2 separate regions of the Mus musculus genome follow, and region 1 is linked to region 2. A link is a contact called in public Hi-C data. All regions are on one chromosome and are shown on one strand. Each heading gives the region's core, a stretch centred on a gene start, on an enhancer-like site or on the middle of the called end of the contact. The rest is flanking DNA. Distances are from core to core; before and after follow the strand shown. Region 1 overlaps Gm33540 (a long non-coding RNA gene). Region 2 has its middle 40 kb from the start of Api5.

Region 1 (7,614 bases), core at 4,554-7,053, 270 kb before region 2:
ATATGGATGTATTTTTAACCATGACTTACAAATCATCTGCAAGTGTCTTTACAATAATTATAATTTCAATCACACATCTTTATTATAAGATGTTTTAGTTATGCATTTTATTTTTGAGATGATGACATAACTCCATAATTTTCACCTTCCCTCCCTCCTCCCAAGCCCTCTGATATACCTACCCTTGCTCTCTTTCAATGCCATTTCTTTTGTCATTAATTATTGTTGCATGCATATATGGAAATGATTATAGTTATGGATATGCATGCAGATTCTAAAACATAATCTGCTCAGTCTGTAACTGGTGTGCTCTACCCCTAGGAAAAATTTCTTCCACTCTCAGACTTCCTTAATTGCCTGTAACTCTTTGTATAGGGTTGATGCCTCAAGGGCTTTCCCCTATCCATTTTAACATGTCTATTGTTATGATCCTTGTTTAGGCAGTCATGTCGGCAAGACTTTATGGGTGTAGCTTCTGACATCACTAGGAGACACACTCTTACAGAAAAACTCCCTGATATCAGTCTCTTACAATGTTCCCTGAACCTTAAGTGCAGGAGCAATTTGTAGATGTGTCCGTTAGTACTAGGCTTCACAACTCTGCCTTTTTAATTGGTTGTGGTTTTCTGTAATGGTCCATGTCTGTTGTAAAGAGAAGTATCCTTGATAAGAGATGAGAACTGTGCTTCCCTGTGGGTAGAAGGGTAAACAATTTAGCACATAATTAGAGGTTGCACTGGTTTGGTAAAGCCGTGGTTGTAGGTTCTATTCAAAGATTCCTGACTTCTCTAGCCCCAGGGAGTTGGTGAGATTTCCAGAGGCAGGCACAATTTTTCTCTTGTTGAGTATGTCTTAAGCCCAAGTAGAAAGCTATCGGTTAGCACCAAGGTATGTGTGCCACTACTGCACACTTAGGGCTTATCACGCCATGCTGGCCATAGTTATGGTTCATAGCATCAATGCTGGGCAGGCGTGTTGTTTGCTTCCCTCCTTTGGAAACCCATATGTACCTTCTGATACCATGAAAGTTAGTCCTTATGGAGGAGGCACTAAGATCACTTCCAGCTCAGGGTCCCATATGCACTGTCTGATGTGTGTGCTATCTTCAGCAATACTTATATCCCACCTCTCAGGGAGAACCAAAGGTAATTGCCACAGGGGCTATATTTTGAGAGTCCCTTGCGACAGCCCTGGAAAGAAAAAAAAAAAAAAAAAAAACAACTCACTTAAGAGCTTCTCGTGCCTGGTACTGGGGTAATGGTCTTTGGTTCTTGAAGGTAGCATTTCCACCCGAGATAAGAAATTTTCACTTAAACCACATATGTATATTTATACACAGAGTTGCCTGTATTATAGGTTTTTAGGCAGATAGCTAATGGTATGACTCCTCACAATCTTTCAGATCTCCTTACTGCTGTTTTACTCTCCTGCGTTCTTCTGCAGTTACTCTCGCCTCTCACTAATTATACCCCTTTCCCCACTTCCCCAAAGACATTTCTTCTATCCTGTTATTCCTCTCTCTATTTCTCCAAGATATCCATCTCCTGCCTCAGAAATAATCGCAGAATTAATTTTCTGGTTTCTAAAGTTACTCCAGAATGAAAAAGTTTTAAAATATTCCATACTGATCAATTATAAAGAAACAAAGATAGGTAGGTAGATAAGTAGGTAGGTAGGTGATAGATAGATAGATAGATAGATAGATAGATAGATAGATAGATAGATAGATAGATAGGCAGGCATATCTATTTTAATTTTGTAAGCAAAATGGGGGATTGCATTTTGCATTGTAATCTGAATTTTTAAATTTACATAGTAGAAATTGTCCTTGTCAATAAAAATGTACCTGATAAACTCTATACTATAGGATTTTCTATTTCTGTTTTCCCCAAGACATCTACTACTCTATGCTTATTTTTCCTTCTTTTACCTTGTGTCTTTCTCGTGCCTATTTTTAGGACACTACATAAGCACTTCCCAAAAGGACATTCAGTGTATTCTGAAACACTGTAGTGCGGTGATAAGTCTCCAGGAACCACTGGTCCTCCCTAACATCATCTCTATCTGCCTGTGGATCATTTTGCAAGACCTTTTCCTTCTGGGTCTCTTATGCCATTAGAAATCTAAATAAATGCAGAGGACATTTGGATTCTTGATATTACTCCTCTTTCAGGATACAACAGACAAACTAGAGAATTCCGGTATCATCTATGTATAAAGGACCATAGGTTTTCTGTTCCAGCACATCCAATAAGCATTTGCACCTACTAAGAGACAGACACAAATTGACTAGAACCAAAACAGTCAGCTTCAGATGCAGGGAGAGTGGTGGGAAGGAAAGCAGGGAGGAAGACCTGTCACTGTTCCTGCTTATGACCACAGCAGCTGCATCACCCCTGAAGGACCAAACATAGTGGTGACAATGAACTCGGCAACTAAATGCAATGGCAGAGACATGCCAAAACCCCTGAAGACTCACAAGTCTCATGTCCATGTCTAGAATAGGACCTCCTCAGGATTTTACTAGAGCAGACAAAAAAAAAGAAGAAGAAAAGAGGTCTCTAGCTGCTAATCTGAAATATATATATATATATATATATATATATATATATATATATATATATATATCTTTACCACTTGCCTGTCATTATCATCTGGGGGGAAAACAGGGCTTAGGAAGGAAAAAGACAGGATACCTAAATCAAGTAGAGCATTTCAGGACCATTATTAGACAGAAGAAAGCAGAGGAGGAGTCAATCAAAGTTAAAGAAGAGTGAGGGGCCAGGTAAATACCAGAGGCCACTATACAACGTTTAAACCATGCTTTCGCTGTCTGCTTATATGCCCCATGCATTGACTCCCAGGCTAAGGTAGAAACACCAATTCTACATTATTATGGGTCAGATGGGAGCACTTTCTAAAAGAGTGAACACATTTTTACATCTGTATGAGAAGCTTCGGATCTTGACAATGATAATTAAGCACTATATATATATATATATATATATATATATATATATATATATATATGTCAAATAAATGAAAGGAATTTAAATTTTTCACAAACACCTTTATACTCTATGGCATTTTCTTTTTCCAGAGCCCTCTTCTAGGGACTGGATTTATCTTCCTTCCCTATTCTCCTGAGACATGTGCTCTTTTGCTTTATTGATAGGACATCTAGATGGCTTTTACTATCTCTTCTTCCCATTTTCCTTCTTCAAGTCTTTGAAATGGAAGCATGTTGGACCTCATCTACCCCACCACTGCTTATCTTTGTAAAGTAAAACTTTATTGGAGCTGCGTGCCTATTTGTCTCCGCATTATCTATAGCTGCTTTCACATCATAATGACAGAATTGACATATAAAAGCTAAAGTATTCCAAATAGTGTGTGAGTGTGTGTGTGTGTGTGTGTGTGTGTGTGTGCTCGCGCACGTGCTGAGCCAAAGGAAACCCATGTCCTCTATCACTCCTCACCTTGCTTTGCTCAGGCATGGTCTCTCAGTGAGTCTGAGACTCTTGTTCTTTGGCAAGGTGTACAGTCAGTAAGCTCCAGAGATCCTCATGTCTCCCCCCAGTGCTAGGGTTACAGGCATGCACAGGCTATACACCACTTTTGTGTGGATGCTAGATGCTGGGAACTAAATCCAGCCCTCATCCTCATGCACAGCAAGTACAGAAAAAAAAACTGTCAAAGAAAAAGGTAAGACCGGAAAAAGAAAAATCCTCAAGGCCTGAAGATGAGCAACCTCTATCTTAATTCTCTATCTTGACAGTACAATGGTGTCAGCACATCACCACAGGCTAGATCTGTCCACACATCCATATGCCAGTAACTTCTCCCAAAGTATCTTCCTCCAGAGTTGCAAGATGGTCACAGTAGCTTCCAACATCGTATTCTCAGCAGCAGTGTCTACAGAAAAAAAGGCGACCATCCCTTCTGATATGCTTCCTTTCAAGAATGGAGAAACTTTGCTTTCACAGCCCACTTGTGAGGTTTATCATAGGACAGCACAGGCTTGTACCTCCATCAGGGAGTTGTATTCCTGTTGGAATGGTATTCTAATCTGTCCATTCTAATCTAGTTCACATCTGTGTATAAGCTAGTGTTTCAATAGGTAGGTAGAGTATGTCTTAGGGACTAGGTTTAACCTTGTGTAGCATAGTGCCTAAATAATAGTCACCTCTACACACACACACACACACACACACACACACACGAGGACTTTTGTATTGTGAGAAGGCTAGAAAAGCATTAGATTTTATACAAAGGATTAAGAATACAATGGTCAAGAGATATGTTGACAACACTCTTAGCCTTTACTTAAATTTCTATCATAAGACATAACTACCTCAGCTTCAGCTGCTGTGTCCACAATTCCTGCAGAAACAAGAAAAATATTCAAGTCAAATGACCCTGTTACCATTTTTAAGACATATCTAGTATCTCATAATTTAATTTTCTTTTATCTCATCAGTCAGAATGGTCACTACTTGCAAAAAGCTTAAAAACTCCTTTTCTTCCTCATGATCAAAAAAACATTTGCATGAATAAGTGAAAATTGGAACCAGGACTGGTCCATAATGAGTGTTAGTAAGAATCCACATCTATTATATACATATCCAATGAACAAAAGCCTCTTTGATAACCAATAAATAATGCTATTTACACTTATGAATAATGTTATTTTTACAACCTAACATCTCACATTGCCCAGTCTAGACAAGAATGGGAACTAAACAAAAATCTTACATCTCTTTACTTTAAAATAAGATGTTCCAACTGCCTACCCTCTCACATCTTCAGTTAATGATTCTTCAAAGGAAGAAAGAAAATCGTGACTATACCCTTTACCTTTGGATCCCGCATTTGACCCACCTTCTGGGTGTCTTGTTGGTTAATTAACATTTTGGATGAAAGTGATGCAGAGACACATCTCCTGAAAACAATATCTTCTTCACAACCCAGAGTAAATGCCACACCTGAATTTCTACCTATGCCATTATAAATACTGTTTAAAAAAACTAGTTCAATTTCATTCATTCCATCTGACAAGTTAATGTCAAGATGGCTCTTTAAATAATTTCATGTGATATCTCTGCTTATTATAATTTTGTGGTCAGAATCCCCTGGCTGTTTCATCAGTCCCAATGCCCGGAACAAACAGAGGCAGTTAATTTGTGGGTAAACGTGAAGTTGCAGAGTCTCTAAGACAATTTCCTGAAGGTCAGATGAAGCTTTGAGTTGAAGGTGTGCTCTTGCTTCTCCTTGGCCTTCAACAGTCAAGCCATTCTTCTTCAGGTGGCCCCATCTAAGTCGCACCCACTTGTACCTTCTGGGCCCCTTCTGCAGGCACCCACACCCTCCCAGCCAAATCAAGCCCAGCTTCCCTTAATCATCATCAAGGAGACAAAAAGTTATTGCTTTGGAGCATCAAGCCACAATTTCACAGTCCATTTGCACAAGAACTCAGAGGGCTGCTAATGTGCTGTTTGCTTTTTAGCAAGCATCTCTGCAGTCAACACAGAAATGTGTTTTGGCATGCCTCCCAGGGCACAGGATCTATTTATGAGAGCCTGTCTTAAAATGCCTACATGCAACATTAGAATGCTCATTGCCATCTGCAAACTAGATCTGGCTCAGAGACATGCGAGTCAGACCAGGAGAGCTTTTCTATGTGGAGAAGGTAGGAGCAGATGTCACTTATTATCTATTTCAAGCCTTGCTGACCTCCACAAAGCCAGTCCCACTTGCCAGGCACTGGCAGGATTCACCGAGGTAACCCTCCTCTAAAGCATTCAACAGCGTAAACTCATCTGATTTAGTCCACAGTGACTGATGCTTCATCTGGCTCTACTGTGCACATTCTAGTCCACTGAGAATGCCAACTGCCCCTACATGCCTCCCTTCCCTGCTTTCCAAACACCTCCGTATCAGAGAAGAGTCTCTATCATGTGACCAGTACAAAAGCAACAGGAGGTCAGAACTTCCTGCACCATATTTCTCTGACATTTGAGCCCTTGGCTATTTCAAGACAATAGGAAGAATGTCTTATGCAAGACACTCTTCATTTATTCCTAGTTATCCAATTACAACTGAGTTCTAGACACCAAAATCCAAAAAGAATTCCTCCTCTAGGGTAGCTTACTGGAGTCACTACAACAAATGTTTGTGTGTAGAGGAGGTTGTTTTGGTAAAACATACCCAACACATGCATACACACACACACACACACACACACACACACACACAAACACACACACATCACTACAAGAAATATTTGTGTATAGAGGAAGCTGTTTCAGTAATATACACACATGCATGAGTGCACACATATACACAAACTCACAGGACATACAGGAATAAACATGAAGGGGGATAGACACATTAGGAGCTGCTTTCTGCATAGAGTGTAAACAGTGATGTGGATATTCAAAGATGTGCTGGAAGCAGTAAGAACAAAGGAAGGCTACTGCCGAGGAACTCACAAGAGCAAAGGCGCAGAAGCAAGACACTGAAAGGAAGGTGAAGTCAGTCATTCTGTACAAGATTGACCACAAGAGGCCAGAAGTGAAGTGAAGCAAGCAAGCGAGACAAGCGAGGGCCAGGTATGGAGGGCCATGTACACCACGCCAAGGAACATAGATTTTATTCCACTCAGGGGAGCACTTGGAGAGGTTTCAGCGGGGGAACTACATGATAAGATTTATGCTTGCATAGGTCACTCTGGTACCTGAACAGAGGGTGAATTTAAAAGGGAAAAAGACAGAAGCAGGTGGCAGCCTGGCAGCAGTGGCATTGAAGCAGAAAGGAGGTGCCGAGAGCCACTCTCATCGAGACAAAGGGAGAAGATGGAGTCAAGAAGATACAAGGAGGGAAAACTGGCGGGCTTCGGTGAATCTGTGGCGAGAACACAAGGTAACAGGTTAAGATGACACCCACATTTGTGGCTTCACTGCCTTTGGGAATACATGCTGTGTCTGCTTTGTGCACACAGAATTTGAGGAGATGATTATGGGAAGATGTTCAGTGCATATGCCCAGGAAATGTCCAGGCTATTGCAGTGCACACCTGAGGGACAAGGTCAACACAAGAAACAGCTGTGCACGAGTCATGAGCTTGTGGGGGTACTAAAACCAGGAAACAATATGGAGACCACTTTCAATGTAAATGGAATTTTTTCTGAATTCCTCTTCATTCCAAGTCCATGTAAATTACTGTAGGGTTGTGGATCCTGTGTCTGCTCGGCACTGGGCATGGCTGCTTGAGGAGGCAGAAGGCCAGGAGTTTGACCACACTTATCCCACGCCATGCCATGTGGGTGTTGGGCTGTAGAGAAGCACTGAGGCACCACTTGGGGGTAGGAAAGTATAGTCTGAGGCTCAGGAGAGCTAGAGCTGGCTCAGGGGTCTCTGAGTCTGTGAAGAGGCTGGAGCCACGGAGTTCCCAGGCTCTTGGACACCCAGGTGCCACTGGAAGTTGTAGAAGAGCTGAGAACGGAGTCTGCACCCAGGAGCAGGACCTAGCTTGGGGGAGCCTGACGGGGGACATCCAGCTGGTCTCTTGGCTTGACAGTGACAGACTTGGGCTTGGTGGTGGTCCGTGGCTGGA
Region 2 (7,206 bases), core at 1,777-4,276:
GTCTGTTTAGCCAACTTTCCTGTGATCTCACAGGCTTAGAAACCCTCCTTTCTGACTAATTGTACTTTTGACACCTAAAAGCAAAAGGATTATGATTGACATTTCCCTAAATCCTGAGTAAAAGCCTATCAACATCTTTACAAGTTGTATGAGGTTTAGGTTGGAGCAGTGGCTCCGTGGTTAAGAGCAGCAGTGGCTGCTCTTGGAGAAGATTCGGCTTGGGTTCCCAGTACCAGAATGGGTTCACAATCCATAACTCCAGTTCCAGGAAATCCAACAGCCTCTTCTGGCCTCCACAGGCACAGAAGAATACAGTCTATAGGCACTGAGTGTATATATTGTATATACACACAGACTTATGCACATAATTACACATACAAACAAAACTTTGTAATAATTTTTTTAAATTTGTGGATAGGAAAGCATTGAGTCCACCTTCAGAACCCTTTCTGGGTGGGCGAGGTGGTTCTGTGGATGAAGATGCAGCCTGTGTGGCTGACCACTGAGGGACCCGTGTGGTAGAAGGAAAGGAATGTCCTTTTATTTCCACAGGCGCACCACGGCACACTCATTCACACACACACACACACACACACACACACACACCCCACAAAGTAAATAAGGAAAATGTCATTTAAATCTCAAGCCTTCTTAGCTGCTTTTATGAAAGAGGAGATGATGAGCTAACTGTCTCTAAAGTAAAGCCTCTAGGGACCAGCAGAGTCCCAGGCTTGCTCTTCAGTTCCTGATTCATCATTGAGCAGCCCCTCCAGTCTCTTCTAGCGCAGACTTTGCCCATTTATAAAATAAAGGAGCAGATGACAAGACTTCAGAGACCCTTTCAAAACCAGAAGAGTCTAGATTTAAGTTTCACTTTCTCAAAGTCAATTGCTTCTGAGCTATCAAGATTTGTCGATATTTGTCTGGCGTCGAGTATTGTTTTCTAAACTCCTCCTTCCTAGTCTCCTTTATTTTGGACTGGAAGCTGACAGACACTGGGCTGGCATCTGAACCTCTCCCATCCTTTCTTCAATTAAATCCAGCACTTCCTGGAAAGTAGCCTAGGCAGCAGAGAAAGGATTAACAAGCCTTGCTTAACGCCATGATAAGACTTAATGGAGGAACAGCATGCTCGGATGGCTTCTCTAGAGAGAAAGGAGTTTAACAGGAAAAAGAGATTCACCTGGCTGGCTAAAGACACCTATGCCTATGAGAAGAGGGTGCAGAGACTAGCCTGGGGTTGTACTCACTGATGAGAGTCGTCAGTAAGGGCACTTGGAATGTGCTCGTACCAATCTGTAGGGAGCAGATGTCACCTGGAGCTCAGAGCCCGGGATTTGAGCCAAGGTTGAAGAAGGAGTCAGGAAAAACCGTAGTGACAAATCAGTCGAGCCAGCGGCCGTGTCAGCGCTAAGATGGCATGCTTGCTTCCCGACTTCGCAGCCAGCTTTGCTGTGAGAAGACTTGGAAGGAAGGAGAAAGGAAAATGGCACGTGCCAAGCAAGCAGACAGCGGTGGCCTGCCACAGAAGAAAAGCGCGTTTAATCACAGCCCCCATACTTTCTCTTACTGACTAACGGCAGAGGGAAGCGCCTAATGAAGTTACTGCTCTGCTGACTGAATTTGTGATTTTTGGCTTGTAAACATCCACTGTTGAGCGCTCACTTGTTTACTGAAGCTGCCTGGTAGAGGCGGATTCCACAGTTAGCTCATTCATCCATCGAATCTAGCTGAACACTGAAAGTCAACTAACCAAGGCGAACGGGCTTTGGTTGTATGAACACCCCAGGCCAGAGGGTATTAATAAATCTAAAGAAGAACAAATGTCGGCGATAGTGAAGAAGACAGAACTATCTACAGCAGAAAAGAAGGCAGGAAAAGACAGATAAAACCACTCGGGTCCTAACCCACAGCCCCTACTGCCATATCTTGAATGTCACACCTCATTCTTGCCCTTCTGACCTTCAGGGCTACTCTCAGCACAAATCACAGACTTTAAATCTACCCTTAGCAGGTTCACCCAATGGTGCATCACTTGCAGTCACAGGACCCCAGAGTGCCGCAGAGGTCAAAGAGAACAGATGAGAATCGAGTCTACTTTGTAGGTGGGAATTGAATCTGCTTCATTCCAAGGGCTGGAACTCTGAGAAGACAATGGATTAACAGCCTGAAAATCTCATCTGCCTCTGACAGATTCTACAGGAAATAGGATTAGAGAGGGCCAACAGCAGAGCGCTCACCCCTGTGCTCTGGTGGTCAGCCATCATCTTGAGACTTGGGGTGTCTGTGCCTCTCTGGTTCTCAGCACTGTGCTTTCCCTTGGCTCTATAGATGTCTGGACCTGGGCACATCATGAAACACTGAGCCAAGTTTGTTTCTGATGGTTCTCAACCTTCAGGGGCCCCTAGACTGGGATAAGGTTAATGCAGAACAGACCCGAACAGTATGTCCTGCACTCCTACAACCTAAGTGTGAACGGGTGTCTTTATTAGATGAGCCGGCCCATCAACCAACACTGCGATCAAATATGTTAGAGAAATGTGTTGGCTTGTTTTTCCAGAAGTGTTTTTTTTTTTTAGAAGCAGGTGGCCCCATTGGAAGATAAGTTCACCTGTGTCCTCAGAGCCCATGGCTACACCCCACCTCCAGAGGCTACAGCTGCTGCCTTCTGCATGAGTCAGCTGGGATGTAGCATGCAGCAGGCAGTGAGGGAGCCGGGAGCACTTTAAGGCGTTGGGAGGGGGGAGCCAGGAGAAAGCTAACTAATAGCTTGCAAGCGTGTCTTCTAAAGAGTGTGTTAACCAAACAAGCTGCCATCCCCTAATCCCTCCCACTCCTGCCTGAATGTACACTAATTGAAAATTAAGTTTTCAATTTGAAACCATTTTCTAATTCTGTCTCATTCAGGAGCAGTTAGAGCCCCGGTGTTCTCCTGAATTCCCAACGTGCTTTTCCTGCACTCCCTCAGGAAGGCAACAAAAGCGGCTTGTCAACACATAACCGAGAGCAGCAGGTGGAGAGCAGGAGTCATGGGTGGGAGCCAAAGACAGGAGGCCTGACCCTCCCTCCTAGGACTCCTGCTGACCTGGGCTGGACAGGAAATGTGCTTCTCTGGCCTCCATCTACCCAGTTTGCCAGAGTTGCAGGACAGTAAATGGAACTCTGTCATCATCCTTTGTCTAGTAGGTTAAGAAAGCCCAAGGCAATAAGAGAATTTCCTTGTGGGCAGGTTAATCCTGGAGCCCTGTTCTCTAAGGCTCACTAGCCCTGGTGACTGACCTATTTAAAAGCAAAAGGACAGCAGCTTAATGGGGGCTGGGGACTAAGTTCCTTTGGACTCAGATACTTAAAAAATGAAAACAAAATAAGTTCATTAGTTACTTTTCTCGTTGCTATGACCAAATCCCTGACCAAGGGCAACCTAATGGAGGAAAAATTTGCTTTGGCTTATAGTTTAAGAAAGCCCACCATCCTTCATGGCAGGAAGGCACAGTAACGGGAGCAGGAGGGAGCTGGTGATGTTGCAAGAAGCAGAGAGCAGTCAGGAAATGGGGCTAAGCTGGTGTCTTAATTGGGTTTTATTTCTGTGAAGTGACACCATGATCATGACAACTCTTATAAAGGAAAACAGATACCTGGGTCTGGCTTACAGTTTCAGGGGTTTAGTCCACACAGTCATGGCGGGAAGCATGACAGCAGCAGGCAGAGAACTGGCCTAAGCTTCTGAGACATCACAGCCCACTTCCTCCAACAAAGCCACACCTACTTTAACAAGACCACACCCCCTAAGGGTGCCACTCCCTGTGGACCAAGCATTCAAACACATGAGTCTATGGGGGTCATTCCTATTCAAGCCACCACATTCCACTCTCTGGCTCCTGTAGGCTTGTAGCCATAATAATGCAAGATGCATTTAGTCCAACTGCAAAAGACCCCCATAGTCTATCACGGTCTCAAACTTGTTTAAAAGTACGATAATCAAAGTCTCTTCTGAGATTTATGCAATCTCTTATCTGCAGTCCATTCTAAAATCACATTTTAAAAAGCAGACCACATAGTTCCAGCATATAATAGCACAGGGTACGCATTACTCTTCTATAAAGCGGGGAAGGAAGCACAGGAAAGAAATGCTGGACCAATGCAAGACCAAAACCCAGCTGGGCAAACTTCAAACTCTGCATGTCTGATGTCAAAGCACTCCAGATCCCCAGCTCCCTTCAGCTTTATTGACTACAACACACTGCTCTCTCTCTCTCTCTCTCTCTCTCTCTCTCTCTCTCTCTCTCTCTCTCTCTCTCTCTCTCCAGCACCATGTCTGCCTGGACGCCATCATGCTTCCCACCGTGATGATGATGGACTGAACCTCAGAATCTGTAAGCCAGCTCCAACAAATGTGTCCTTTCTAAGAGTTGCATTGGCCATGGTGTCTCTTCACAGCATCTCTTCACAGCAATGGAAGCTTCAACTAAAACACCAGGCTTTATCTTCATTGCTTCACACATTGGCATCTCTAGGCCTCCAAGCAAGAACACCCCTTCCACATGCCTGACCTCAACAGTTTTTCTTAGTCATGGAAGGAGAGTCCATAACCACTTTATTCTATCCTTGACTCTAAAGCCAGAACCACATGGCTGAAGCTGCCAAGTTCTGATGCTTCCTGAGGCTGGAACATGACCCCCTTTTTCAATTACATCTTTACCGGCTTTCTGTTTTCTTCATTAACTAAGCTTGGCTGGCCTGGAATTTGCTCTGTAGACCAGGATGGCCTTGAATTTAGAGACCCTCCTGCCTCTGCCTCCTAAGTTCTGAGATTAAATGCATGTGCACTAAAACACAGCCCTAGGCTTTTCATTAATTCTTTTTCACATGTTGGAAGCTTAGCTGAGTAGGATCTTGCCTTGTGATCACCAATCCTTTTATTCCATTTAACATCAGGATTTTTAAAACCTATTTATCTCCTTAAACACAGGATTTAGCTCCATTTTATTTACTTTTCCCCTCAAGCTGCACATTTGGTATCTTTCCTTGCCCAGTTCACTCTCCTTCATTTTAGAACTGTATAGGAGTGAACACCAGTAACCACACGACAGAGTCAATACCAGGCTGCTTTGAGACTTCCCCTGCCAAACCAATTAATCCCAAACTCTTTAATGTATCCTCAGGAAGACTTTCTGAATAAAGGCAGAAAGCAGACATATTCTTTACCAAAACATCACAAAAACAGTCTCTAGCCTACATACTAACACCTGTCTCCTCCGAACCTCTTGAGTCAGGTCCCCACAATTCAAGTCACCCTCAGCACCACTGTCTTCCATGCCCCTACTAAGATGGTGCATTAAGCCCCACTTAAAACATTCAACTGCTTTTCTAATACAAAGTTCCAAAGTCCATATTCCAAACAGAAGTATGATCAGGCAAGCCTATCCAGTAATACCCCACCCCTGGTATCAACTTCTGTCTTAGCGTTTTATGTGAAGAGACAGCATGACCATGAAAACTCTTATAAAGAAAAACATCTAATTGGGGTTGACTTGGAGTTTCTGAGGTTTGGTCCATTAGCATCATGGTGGGGAGCATAGCAGCATGCAGGCAGACATGGTCCTGGAGAAGGAGCTAGGAGTTCAACATCTGGATCTGAAGGCAGCAGACAGCAAACTGACTTGAACTTCTAAAACCTAACATTCTATCCCCTAGTGACACAATTCCTCCAGCAAAGCCACACCTACTTCAATAAGGCCATATGTCCTAACAGTGCCACTTCCTATGGACCAAGCATTCAAGCATATGAATCTATTGGGGCCATTGATATTCAAACTGCCACAGCATAGCTGTAGACTTCAAGGTCCACCCCAGTTACTCCCATAAAGCTCCATTTACTAAAGATTTTACTAACTACCAGCTGAGGACCAAATCTCCAAGCACAGAAACCTGGGAAGATGCGGAAACAGTTCACATTCAAGCCACAACAGCAATGAAAATTAGTTTACTTTAGTTTAGATCATCACTACTCCAGAATAAAGAATGAGTCATATCTTCCACAAATTGGCATCATGTACACATTTTTTCCACATTAGGGTTTATGCTAACTATTTTTCAACCACCAAAGCACACAAGAATAATGCAAGAAGCCAGGCAGTGATGGTGCATGCCTTTAATCCCAGCACTTGGGAGGCAGAGGCAGGTGGATTTCTGAGTTTGAGGTCAGCCTGGTCTACAGAGTGAGTTCCAGGACAGCCAGGGCTACACAGAGAAACCTTGTCTCAAAAAAACAGAAAAAAAAGGAATAATGCAAGAGAGGGATGTGTTTTATCTCTAATTTGCAGAGGGCTCAGTCTACAGCCATTGGCCTCACTGATTCTGCCTATAGAGAGGCAGAGCATCAGGGCTTGAGTGTGGCAGAGGCTTCTCAGTCCATGCAGAAAGAAGAAGGGAAAGAGAGAGGTGAAGGGAGAAAAGTAGGAGGTTCTTGGACAACATCAGGCCCTCCCTCAGGCATAGCCCTGTGACTCTCATGTAGGCCTCATCTCCTAAGATTCTATGAAAATTGTTCTATGAAATTCACCCAAAAATTGTTATCATACTCCATACACAACTGTGGGGATCTCGTACTGAAACCATAACAGGTATTCCTCGTCTCATGCTTAACTTTCTCAGTGAGAGTAAATAGATTTATTTCAGATGCTCCTTAAGGGTCCCTCAGTGTCCCCGGAGGCCGCCTCCTTCAAGCATCTGATATGTCAATCATTATCTCAGGCCTCCTCATCCCTGTCTCCTCCTGCAGCTCCCAGCTTCCGTTTCAAAACTCTGCAGGCCTCCAGTGTCTGCTGACCTCAATCCTATTCTTCTTTTGTCTTTAAAAAAAAAAAAAAAAAAAAAAAAAACAGTCCCACTTTGTCTTGAATTTGCATTGAATAGTAAGATTTTCACCCTTCATGAATCTTTAAAAGCCTAACACTCACCTTCAAAGATAAAAGATACAGGACTGACCAGAGAAGGATGTATAACGAGAATTGTTGTAATTGGTAAGTGGGTGTTTTCATTTACAAAGCTTTTCCTACAAAATTTGACAGCCCTCCCCTCAAATTTTCTTTTTATGAATCCAGTGTCTACCACAGGTTGCTATCAAGTGTTGATTTCAAAATACCCAGTTCTAATCAATGGTTGGGCTCCTGGGAAGGGGAAGGGAGTGGGGCTGTTTTAGAAGCT

Evidence for each region. Hi-C and Micro-C count contacts between places; a contact is called where the count stands out from the background.
Region 1: a Hi-C map of cerebellar granule neurons shows a contact between it and region 2, with 2.6 times the contacts expected there. The contact joins two enhancer-like sites. A contact is called at or near these places in 1 of 15 datasets of contacts at CTCF or cohesin (large pre-B cells) and 8 of 484 Hi-C or Micro-C datasets (cerebellar granule neurons, cerebellum, cortical neurons and 4 more).

The regions. Positions count from the first base shown.
Region 1 is chr2:94,746,465-94,754,078 of GRCm38.p6, reverse strand. It overlaps Gm33540 (a long non-coding RNA gene), which reads right to left. Exons shown (of 3, transcript XR_374815.1): 2 at 4,355-4,383. Among named protein-coding and RNA genes, the nearest start is that of Gm13793, 20 kb to the right of the region's middle. Within about 2 kb of position 5,803, at least 3 of the 459 cell types and tissues checked have an H3K27ac peak or open chromatin away from gene starts, as enhancers often do. A contact at or near this core is called in cerebellar granule neurons and cerebellum, where this site is marked.
Region 2 is chr2:94,474,286-94,481,491 of GRCm38.p6, reverse strand. No RefSeq gene overlaps it. Among named protein-coding and RNA genes, the nearest start is that of Api5, 40 kb to the right of the region's middle. Within about 2 kb of position 3,026, at least 6 of the 459 cell types and tissues checked have an H3K27ac peak or open chromatin away from gene starts, as enhancers often do. A contact at or near this core is called in cerebellar granule neurons and cerebellum, where this site is marked.